Regions from separate parts of the Mus musculus genome. Here region 2 is linked to region 1. The links are chromatin contacts, called in public promoter capture Hi-C maps. All regions are on one chromosome and are shown on one strand. The core of a region is the stretch at or near the end of the contact, and the rest is flanking DNA. Distances in the headings are between cores, read along the strand shown. Region 1 holds the start of Dennd5a (DENN/MADD domain containing 5A). Region 2 holds the start of Rnf141 (ring finger protein 141).

What was found. Promoter capture Hi-C pulls out the DNA fragments that hold promoters and counts their contacts.
Region 2: a promoter capture Hi-C map of pre-B cells shows a contact between it and region 1, with 4 times the contacts expected there. The contact joins the promoter of Rnf141 here to the promoter of Dennd5a in region 1. A contact is called at or near these places in 2 of 39 promoter capture datasets (liver and pre-B cells), 1 of 115 datasets of contacts at active chromatin or transcription factors (pancreatic cancer cells) and 1 of 9 other capture datasets (macrophages).

Annotation. Positions count from the first base shown.
Region 1 is chr7:109,958,697-109,964,576 of GRCm38.p6, forward strand. It overlaps Dennd5a (DENN/MADD domain containing 5A), which reads right to left and starts at 1,726. Exons shown (of 23, transcript NM_021494.1): 1 at 1,378-1,726. The coding sequence starts at 1,486.
Region 2 is chr7:110,839,507-110,845,726 of GRCm38.p6, forward strand. Rnf141 (ring finger protein 141) reads right to left here and starts at 4,875. Exons shown (of 6, transcript NM_025999.3): 1 at 4,833-4,875.

The DNA.
Region 1 (5,880 bases), core at 476-2,975:
CCAGATGGCAACATCTGTCTGTACTTTGAGCTTGGACTACTCAGGCTAGAACAAAGGCTTAGCTAGGATCAGCCCATTCCTACTTCAGGGTGTTGTATAAGGCATCAGTTTCTCATAGTTTTAAAAGACAATCCAGCTTTATCATCTGAAGTGTGCACTCTTTTTTTTCCCCATAAGAAACAGTGGAATTCACCAGGCAGTAGTGTTGCACTCCTTTAATCCCAGCACCCAAGAGTCAGAGGCAGGCAAATCTCTGACTTTGAGGCCACACTGGCCTACAGAGTGTGTTTTAATACAACTAGAGCTACACCAAGAAACCAGTGGGGGGTTGGAGAGATAAGGAGGAGAAAGAGGAAGACAAGGAGGAGGAGGAGGAAGAAGAAGAATCGGAGGAGAAACAAACAAACAAACTGGAGTGACAAAAAAAAAAAAATCCAAGACTGGATGATCACTTTCAATAGAGAAACTGTACGGTGTTCAATGACTACCACATCGTGACAGAAAGGGGGAGAGGAGTTTCCCTCATCGAATCAGCATGACATAACTTTAAAGTCTAACACGACAAGCCTCCAACCACTGAAACCTGCTTACTGGCCACCCAAAAACTTTTCAAAACTGTTGCAACTCCAATGTGGGCGCGCAGGAATTCACCGGGGATTTTATAATTCTTACACCTTCAAGCAATGGGTGCCAAATCTCATCAGGGCCTCACTGTCACTCCCCCATCACTTCCTCTTCGAAAGATAACTTGAGAGGCATCACAACACTGCACAACCTGTCCAACTGGGACGCGCTGCCTTCATTCACAAATGACCCTCGCCTGGTAAAGGACATTAACTTAAAAAACAAACAACAACAACAACAACAACAAAAGCATGGCCCTGGGTACAAGTTCTTTTCTAGCGCCAAGAGAGAACCCGTTCTTGGTGTAACCCGGTTCAATTTGTCACTTCACGTCCGATCAAGAGGGGCAGAACTGTGAAGGAAAAGCCCGGGCCTGGCCTGCTCAGGAGTGAGTTATAACGGTTTTGAGGAACTGGTCTCGCCGGCTTCTTGGGAAGAGGCCAAATAAACTCATCAAGTTTTTGTTTTGCTCTTTTGAAAAGTCTGGGTGGGACTAACTCTCACTAGGAAGTGGGCTAACTTCTTTCCTCCCAAAAGGGTGCTAGAAGGCAAGCTTCCCTTCATTGTGGACTAAGCCCCTCGACCTCTGAGCGCACCCAGCGTCCGCGTCTCCCCAGGTTGCCGACGCGGCGACCACCGCGCGGGGGGCAGCAGGCCCGCGGGACCCGCGTCCCGTCTGCTCGCCCGACCCTCACTGGGCTCCCGGGACAAAGCGGGCCCCGCGGGCCCTAGCCCGGGCTCGCGCGCACTCACCCGACAGCTCGTCCGGCTCCAGCCCGGTCTCGGTGTCCAGCCCGCAGATGACAAAATAGTCGGCGAAGCGACTGGGCGCCGAGCCCCCTCCGCCGCCGCCGCCGCTCATGGCTCCGGGCCGAGCGGGGCAAGCCGCGCGGAGCCGAGCCCCCGCCCCCGGCCGCCCGCCCGCCCTCAGCCGCCGCTCCCTCCGCCGCCGCTACCGAGGCTCCGGCCGCCGCCCCCGGGCCTCGCCGGGTCCTAGCGGCCGCCGCTGCCGTGCCGGGGCAGGGGGGCGCCGGGCCACCCCGCGCCGCATCCTGGACGCTGTCCTCTGCACCGCGGCCTGAGCAAGCCTGAGGAAGGGCGGAGAGCGGCCGCCCGCCCCACCGCGGCCCCCCACCCGCCGCCACCGCGTGCGCACGCGCGGTCGGGGAGGGGCGGTCGTCGGGCGCAAAGGATGACGTGATGCTCTTTGGGCCCCGGGGGCCTGGGCTTCCAGAGCAGCCACCACAGAGTGGCCAGCGGTCAGCTGCTGGGATCCCGCGACTGCAGCCACCTCCACGCGACTGCGACACCCTTTAGAGAAATCGGATGCGGTGTGCGGAAAGAGTGGGCCATGGTGGCTCGTGCTGGCCGTGTCACCGGCATAAGAGCTGCAGGGCTGAACTGTGAAGCCCACCGAATCCTGCTCCTATACTGTCACCACAGAGCAGCTTCTCCTTGTCACCTCTCCTCAGTGTCAGCTTTCCCCAATAGATCTGAGGAAACTCTGTTCTTTGGAGAGAGTGGGTCAGCTTATCTTCTATTTACCTTTAATTTGCAGATAGGGAAACTGAGGCTCAAAAAATGCAAGAAACAACCCTACGCTTGAATCCTGCGCTAGCTCACTGCCCCGCACCCCACAAGCAGGGCTTCTTCCATGCACCAAACTCTCCCCCTTTCATGAAGCCCCAGAAGTCTCCCTCCCCCTTCACTTAGTTCTTTTCATGCTCACAGAATTCTCTGTCCATTCATCCATCTATCCATCACCCTTCATTCATTCATTCATTCATTCATTCATTCCTTTCTTCCTTCTAGTGAGAATTTGCTTGTAGAAGAGAAAGGGTGGCTGAACAGGTGAAACCTCCTGGTCCTTGTCTCTTGTCTAAAGAACAGACCCTCTGACTTCATTTTCTACAGAAGCTAGCCAGATGTGTCTTCTTTTGGTGGTTGGTTGGTTGATTGATTTGATTTGGTTTTTTTGGATAGGGTCTCACTTATAGACCTGTCTGACCCAGAACTTGCTATGTACCTGTATTACCCTGATGCAATACTCTTTCTTCTGCCTGCTCAGTGCTGGGCTTAAAGGCCTGCATCATCACACCAGGCTCAGGTGGGTCTGTACTGTAACATCAGAGGCCAAGGAAGAGAAACTGTAGTGGCTGCTAGCATGGGCTCTAGAAACAGTCCCCCAGTTTGAATTCTGACTTATAATGTACAATATGATATTGGCAACTTACTTATGTAATTTCTAGGTGCCAACAGGCATGATTTTTGTCAAAGTACAAAATAAATGCATGTATAGGTAAAGTGGTGAGGATTATACCCAGAACATAGAAGGCACTCCATAAATATTATATACATTGTCATTGTTGTTACAGAATAGTGTGCGCCAGGTTTGCTCTGGCAGGCAGCCAGCTAAGGACTATAGAAGGCAATTGGCTTCCCCAAGGGCTGAACCTGGGCTCTCTCCTGGGTTCTGTCCCAGTATTCCTCTCAAGTACTGGATCCCTTTGGGAGGTTGGTTGAGAGGTCACAGCCAACATCACTGGAAACCATAGCATCTGCTCCCTATATCTAACCTGAGCGGCTGGGAGAAATCAAGAGGACTGGGTAGCTTTACAAAGTCCATCTGAAGTGATGATACTATAACCCACATGCTTGGGACTCAGAGTCTGTGCAGGGGGCTCAGAGAGCTTAATAAAGCAAAGAAAAGAACGCCTTTTGGTGCTGGGTCACGGTCATGGAAGGCTTCTGGTGATTCTAAGGATCAAATGTGTGCCCACAATAAAGAGTGGAAAAGCCAGACATTTAGGCAGCACTGAGGAATGTACTAATATGGAAGATGGGAAAGCCAGGTATAGTGGCGCAAACCTATAATCCCAGCATTCTGGAGCCCAAGCAAAAGGAGTGTGAATGTGAAGCCAGCCCAGCCTTACAGTACAGATGGTCTAAAACAACAAAATAGCAAACAGAGACAGAGAATTAAAAGGGATTGAAAATAAAACAGAGAGGGAGAGAAGAGTTGGGGCAAGAAAGGTTTCAAATGCCAGGTGTACAGACCGGGTACAATTAAAGGATCACTCAGACGAAGATATAGAAGAGACTTGGGAAATTTTTCAATTAGAGAGAGAAAAGGTCAAAGAGTGATATGTGCAAGCCTTCAACCCCAGGGATGGATCTCTGTGAGTTCAAGGAAAGTTTAGTCAGAGTTCCAGCACAGCCAGGGATACAAAGAGAAACTTTGTCTTAAAAAAAACAAAAACAAAACAAAACCACAACAACAAAACTGTAAAAATAGAGAAAAAAGGAGGAGACTAAACTTACTCAGTTTAAAAGTCTAGAAACTTTTTATCTAGGCTTGCCAGCTGCTAGAAGACCTCTCTCACTCTCATACTAACTCAACACATGAAACACCAGTTGAAAACAAATCCGTGCCAGTATTCATTTGCTCAGAGGCCCAGAATACTCAACTGTAAAGTGATCTCCTTCCCAGCAGGAAATATGCTTGGCAGAGTGACTGCTTCTTAGAGAGTGGGGAGAAATACAGGTCTGGATATGACTAGTTAGTGATTAAATCTCTGCCCCACTCTTCCTAGCTGTGTAAAAGAGGGAGCAGTTAACCTCTCCTAGCTATTCCTACCTCCGAACAGATTACAGCGCAGATTCGGAAACTAATTGAAAAATTAGTGGGAAAGAATTTAATGTTGAGAGCTTTATATGCTTACTTTGTTTTGTTTGAGACAGGGGTCTCTCCATGTAACCCAGGCTGACCGGAAATTGCCTAAGAAGCTCAGGCTGGCCTCCAACTTAAAATCCTCCTCCCTCAGCCTCCCAAGTGCTAGGATTATGGGCATGTACCACCATGCATGACTGTAATACACTCCTTTATATAGAAGAATATACTTTTTACATTTATTTATATCTGAGTGAGTGTGTGTGTGTTTGTACGTGCACGCGCACATGCAATGGCACACATGTATAAGTCAAGATTTAGGGAAATCCATTCTCTCCTTTGATGACATGGGTTCTCAGGGTAGAACTCTAATCGTCAGGTTTAGCAGCAAGCATCTTTGCTGACTGAGCCTTTTTACCAGTCTAATATAAAATACGTTTTATATAAACACAACCCAGGGTGCCCAATTCAGCATGGAGGATATTAGCAGGCAAGTGAATATCTGAGGGGACATAATTACAGGAATGAGTGTGAGCAGTGTGTGTCTGCAATGTTCATGGAGCAATAAGGAGATGAGGATGGCCTGAGATGACTGGGGTTGGGGAAAAGATAGTAAGAGATGCTTAAAGTTCACTATAAAAACCAACTTTCTCTTTCCACTGTGTGTAGAGCTGTCCCTAGAAGACACTTGCCTTTTCTGTTTTTCTTGAATCCATGTGACTAGTTCGCACCAATGGCATGTTTGTATAAGTGTTTTTATGTAGCTCCTAGATCTAAACAGTTAAGAAAGAAAAACTTAGAGCTGGAAAGATGGCTCAGAGGTTAAGAGCTGCTCTTCTAAAGGACTTGGGTTTGGTTCCCAGCCCTCACATGACCACTAACAATCATCTGTAACCAAAGTTCTAGGAAATCTGACTCCCTCTTCTGGCCTCTGCTGGCATTGCACACACATGGAACACACATAGAAGCAAAACAGTATACAAATAAAAATAAGGTTCGAGCCAGGCAGTGGTGGTGCACACCTTTAATCCCAGCACTCGGGAGGCAGAGGCAGGTGGATTTCTGAGTTCGAGACCAGCCTGGTCTACCTACATATGTTCTACCTACATATGTGGTATACATACGTACATGCAGGCAAACACTTGTACACAAAAAATAAAAAAGAATATTTTAAAACAAAGCAAATTCACTTAGGAAAAAATAAGAGTTGAGGATATAGTTTAGCTAGTAATGAGCTCTGAATTCAATTACAGCATCACATAAACTAAGTGTAATTCTAGCACTCAAGGAGAGATAGGAAGCTCAGATTAAGAATTCAAAGCAGGTAAATTTCTGAGTTTGAGGCCAGCCTGGTCTACAAAGTGAGTTCCAGGACAGGCAGGGCTATACAGAGGAACCCTGTCTCAAACAAACGAACAAACAAAAAAAAAGAATTCAAAGTCATCCTTAGCTACATATGGAGTTTCAGGAATTATACCAGACCCCTCCTCTCTATATCTATCTATCTATCTATCTATCTATCTATCTATCTATCTATATCTATCTATCTATGTGATTTGAATCTAGATAGATACATACATATTATA
Region 2 (6,220 bases), core at 3,625-6,124, 880 kb after region 1:
ATAATATATTTAACAAGTACTGTGTGTGGTGCTTATGTGCTTATGTCAAGATGGTGAGCAAACTTGGCACCACACACAGTACTTGTGTATGTTGGGCACCCAACACAGTTGGGGGAAGGGCAACAGTCATACAAATAAGTATATAATTACAAAATGACAAGTCCTAAACCAAACAAGTACAGGGTGCCCTGAAAGCATGGAAGAGAGTGAAAGACACTGGTCTTGAGTTAGAAAAGAAATTCTGGGAAAACATTTGAGTCCAAAATGATAGTCTGGGTTTGTAACAGTCAGGGCATGGTGGGAGGACATTTTAGACAGAGGTCTCATAAAGCATCTGAGATAGGTAGATCGGAGTACCTCTGAGGGATATAAAACACACTGGGGCTACTTGGAGAAGTGAGATATTGACATCAAAACAAAAAACAAACTCAAGATGGTTATTTAAGATTTTTTTTTTTTTTTAGATAACTGGAAGACAAGATTAGGTATGCTTGCCCAATCTGGCTGACAAAACTAGAATGAATGAACCATATCTACTGAATAAAGAGACTGCTAAGTCTATAAATACAGCAAGATATTAACTCCTGAATGTGTTCTGAAAAGCTGACTGCACAAAAGCACCAAGGTAAGATGTGCTTTAAAGCAGCACAAAAACAAGTCATGAGGTTTTAGATTAAAATAACATTATAATAGGTCTAGGAAAGATATCAAAATAATTCTAAACTCCTGCTAGAAGCAGATGTCTACAGCAAGGAGCCTCCCACTCTAGTGTGTTAAACAGGAGAGCGTTTGTTTGTTTGTTTGTTTGTTTGATTGATTGATTGATTGATTGATTTTCAGCTCAAGGCAATCACACCTTTAAAGAAGAGAACATAGTCAAGTCTCGGGTCTAGAAACAGAAACAAGTCAACTTACTGTGGCTGAGCCCAACTAGGTAATGACTCGGGCAGCCCAACAGCCTGTTCAAATATTTGTTGAGCTGTCACATGGAAGAGGAAGTGAGATTTTTACATGCATACAAAGAGCAAATTAGCCAATAAGGACAGAGGGAAGTCCAGACTTACTGTAAGAATGCCCTGCCTGCCACCCAGCAATGGAAAGGACTGCTGCAACATATGTGAACTTCTCAATGACATAATATGAAAATGTTTAAAGATAGGAAGTTCATCTAATGAGCGGCACAGAGAAGTTTCTAGGATAGAAAAATAGAGGCATTAACGTCTAACCCAGTGATTCTCTACCCCAAAAGAACATCATAAAACACAGGTATTTCCATGATTGTAACGGTGTCAAAAACACGGTTATGAAGCAGCAAACTTAATTTTACGGTTGGGGGTCATCATAACATAAGGAACTGTATCAAGGGTCACAGCATTAGCAAAGTTGAGAACTACTGCTCTCAAAATGAAGCTTAACTTCCCCAAGCCTTGCTGTATCCACTTAATAAACAGACTCTAAGAAGCCAGCCTGAAACTTCCAATTCTAACTATATTACCTAACAAAGTAAACTAAACTTCTGAATGGTCTCAAGACTTAATGGAACTCATGACAACTGAATTAAACTTTGTAGGGAGGTAACAGTCCCCGCCTTTACTTTTGGATCTCCAGCTGTTCCCAAGAATAACTGAAATAAACAAGAGAAAACTATACATGTTGTATGGAGATGTCGTCACAAGAAAAATAAGGCCCAGATACTCACTGGACAAAGACAAGTAAATTGTGAAAAGATGACAGGACAATGGAGTTGGAGGTAGGGCTCTTAAGTGTGGGAAAGTATCAAGAAGCAAGCTACTCAGGGAAGTTTGTACTGATTTCTCTTGGCTTTGAGACCTAGCTCTGATTGTAAGATGTCTTCCTTTCTGGTAAAAGGCAGGTACTTTTGCATGACTGCTGCTGCTTCAAAAAGTATTTGTACCTTAAAAGACTTCTCATTCCCAAGTATCTTATTTTAATACCCTACACTACTCATCAAAACCCATCTGAAAAGAAGCCTCTGTTGTTTCTCAAATTAGAAAATGTTGCCTTGTGTCCCTGGTACCCTACCTTGATGGCAAGGTTTATAGTGTGAGGCAGTATATTGTTTTCCTGTAATTGCGCTTAATATCCAGAAAGCTGATTCAGTGACTCACGCCTACCTGAGGGCATGAAACAAAGGTGTCCACACTGGCTAGGAGGGAAGATGCTGCATTTAAGCAACATTAACCATTTCATCACTAGTGTAAAAATATGATTACTTATGGAGCCACTGAGATGAGTATCCACAAAAGCAATCTGCCGAAACCGCTCTTCAGTCACCAGCCTTTTCAGTGTTGTTCATCCATATATGAACAGCACGTATCGTTCAATGAAGTCGCTTTACTCAGTTCCCCCTTGAGTCTTCAGGACACACACCTGTGCTCTTGGGTAGTAGATAAGTATATAGTATTTCTCTAGTCAATATAGAAATACTTTTTTATCATTCATCTAGTATTCTTTTATTAGCTCAATCATTCACACTAACATGACATGGCAGTTAAAATGATATTTATGGATAAAATTGTGAAGTTATCATACACACATGCGTGCGCGCGCGCGCACACACACACACACACACACACACACACACACACACACATCTATCACAGAACAGTAGTATTGCTTACAGATATAATATGTAAACCTGCAAACCACTGGCAATAAGTTTCAGTAAAATACAAGTCTGTGGTCAAGATTCCTCAAAGAGCTGTGACCTCTTCTAGTTAAGACAGAGATGTGCTTCCCAAGAGCAGCCTGAGGGTCTCTGAGAAAGAGCTGTTATTCTGAAACTCACAGGGATATCAAGGATTCCAAGGATGTGCCACATTCTTCAGTGGGTGGCACACACAGTCAATTGCTTCTTTTTCTAACAAATGAGTTGTTGAAGTTCAAGTATTCCTTATAAGAAACACAACTGCATCACTAATAATACTCACCCAAGGAACTCCCTGAAAATGTGAAACATAAGTCATTCAGAAATGACACAGAGGAAAACTGAGCCCATCAAAGTGCAAGACAACTGGGTGAGGGCTGGAGAGTTCAGCTGGGAAAGGACCTCCAGGAAGCACCCGGGCCTCAGTTCTACCCCTGAACTCATGTGAAAGGACAGCGCAGTGGCACACTTGTGATCTTAGTGCCAGGCCGGGTGTGTGTGTGTGCAGGGACAGGAAGATCCCTGGGACTTGCTGGCCACTAGGTGTGTAGTCTATCCAGACCTAAGGCTGACTTCTGGTGTCACATCAGATGACTAGTCAACAATGACTTCGGTATCAAAGGCACCTTTGAAATTTGTTAAATTTTGTACCATCTTCCATCTTAGTAATACATACTAAGTTCTACAATTGGGGCTCGAATGACACTACTTAACTTATTATTCACTATTTATACAAACTCTAAGTTTATACAGATATCCAATGATTAGGCTGGTCAGAGTCGGTATAGAATCTAGAATGCCTGTTCTGGGGTCAAAGGTATTAAGGAGGAGAAATAAAACTAAAGAAATCTCAATAAAATAAAATAAAACCTGAAAACCTATAAACAAACAGAGTACTGAGTAAGTGCTGGAGTTCTAATAGCACCAGTTGTTAATTTTCCTTATAGATTATCCATTCATCCTTTCATGGATTCTTGGAAAATTGGCAAGTATTATAGACAGCCTGACAAAGCACACACCAAGTAGTAAGTACACTCTGACTTAGAAAGAAAAATATTCTCTTTGCACCTTCTCTACCTTTTTAGAAAGAGAAATCAACTTCCTCTAGTTAAAAGAATTTAGATATATTCAGAGAATATCTATCCTATATGTCCCTTATATATATGGTTCCCTTACGCCAAATGACAAAGATAACATAGTCTTGAAAAACACAATCATGTTAAGACAGAAACCGAAACCAGCCAGCACAAAAGGGGTAAAACAAAATCCACGCAAGTCCTGAGGGCTCTGAATTCAGAAGGCATTACTTTTCAAGGACAACTATCAGGACCATTGGTCGGGTGACAGTTCAAGCCCAAGTAAAAGTCTAAAGGGTGAATTTCATTCTATAGCAAGCACGGTAAGGGGGTGTGGAAAAGATGGTCTTAGTTTGAGAAGCACGGATTAAAAGCAACTGGGAGTGTTACTGGAGCTACATGTACTCCAGAAGAAGGACAAGAAATGCTGGGCATCAGGAAATGGGGCTGGGTCGGAATATGAAGAATATGAAGGTAGGCTGGAGACAAATTGCAACAACAGTAACCCCACAGTTTTGTAATGAAACTGCACACAGAAGGCAACTTACCCTACAATTATGATTAGCAAGGAAACTTTTTTTTTAATGTCGGTCCTCAAAAGGTAGCAATTAGCTTGACAAGCAAGGGCCCGGGTGCACTGCCGGGGCGGGTTTAGTAGGAGGGCTGGCCGACACCACGGGCCCAGGCTCTCCCTCAGAAGCCTTGCCCTGTGGCCACCCTGCCGCCCTGGCCCCAGCACCCGCCCCTCAGCCCCTCCTTGGCGCACCTGCTCTGCTAACCAACAGCTAAACTGCTCAGTGCGCCAGCGCCAAGATTCAAAACCGCTCGAGCTGATCTCTGAAAGCTCTCCTCAGCACCACCGCGAAGGCGGACCCAGAGTCTCCACCGCCACCGAGAAGGCGGACCCAGAGTCTCCACCCGCCCAGGAATCGGTGCCCAAAGCCCGCAGCCGAGGCCCTGACAAGGGGCCCTAGCTCCTCTGAAGCCCGGTTTCACACCCTGGTGCTGCCCGGGCCTCCACTCCCTACTCCAGGACCGTGGAGTGGCTGGGAAGGGACACAGCGAAGGGGCGGCGCTGCAAGGCTCACCCAGTTCAAGGCATCGCTCTCCTCGCACCAGGGACACCGCCTCGGCTGCTGCTTAGCTAAACCCGCTAGGCGGCAGCGGCGCGGCCCGCAAACCAGTCGCACCTCAGTGACGTAAGGCCACGCCCTCGCGCGTTGCCTGGAGACGGAGCTCCACCCCCCCCTGTTGGCTTTGGAGGTTTTTGTAGCTCAAGGCTGCTGACACACACCTGTAGGCAAAATAGTCACATACATAGAAATCAATAAAATTAAATACTTTTGTAAAAAAGGACAAAAAAATGAAGAGGCAAGTCACAGGCTTTGGAAAAGCAAAATATATTTAACAAAGGACTTCTAATTAGAATACACAATTCTTACCCCTCCCCCCCCCAAAAAAAAAAAAAACAACAACAACAACAAAAAAACCCACAATTTTTTTAAATGGCCAAAGACTAGACTAGCCTTTTAGATTTATGGATAGCAAATAAGCACATGAAATGATGTCTGAGACCATTATGCAAATTAGAAGGGAAGTGAATTATCAATACAATACCACAGTGGCTAAAATGAAAAGAACTGTATTAAATATTGACAAAGATGCTGAACAAATCTGTTCAGATTGTCTGTTGGGGATGTAAAATGATACAATCATTGTGGAACGAGATTGTGGCCATTTCTTTAAAACCTAAGCACAAACATTCCAACCACATAGTCCAGTCATCCTGCTTCTAGAATAGATCCACATGAAGACTAGTACACCAACATCAGATACCTGATGTGGTGGTTTGAATGAAAATGGTCCCCATAGGCCCACAGGGAATGGCACTATTAGGAAGTGTGGCCTTGCTGCAATAGATAAGGCTTTGTTGGAGAAAATATGTCACTAGGGGTGGGCTTTGAGTTTTCAGATGCGTAGGTCAGACCCAGTGTCACTCTCTCTTCCTGCTGCCTGCTGATCCAGATGTAGAACTCTCAGCTACCTCTCCAGCATGTCTGCCTGTGTGCTGCCATGCTTCCCACCATGACTATTATGGACTAAACCACGGAATTCTAAGTCAGCCCCAATGAATTGTTTTCCTTTATACGAGTTTCTCTGATCATGGTGTCTCTTCACAGCAGTAGAAACCCTATGACAACATATCAACAGGTGAATGGAAAACAACTGAAATAAAGTCACACAATGGAATATTACTCAGCAATAATAAAGAATACATGATTGACACACTTAACAATGTGGATGAGCCTGAAATACTTAGGCTGAAAGAAGATAGACCTTCCAAAAAAATTTTCTAGAATAGCCCCCGCCCCCAGGAATCTTTAGTGGCAAAATCAGATCAGTGGTTGCTTAGCGGGTGGTGTCAGGTAGGAAACACTACAGTGTTAGAATGGGAACTAGAGGTGGCTGACTCAAC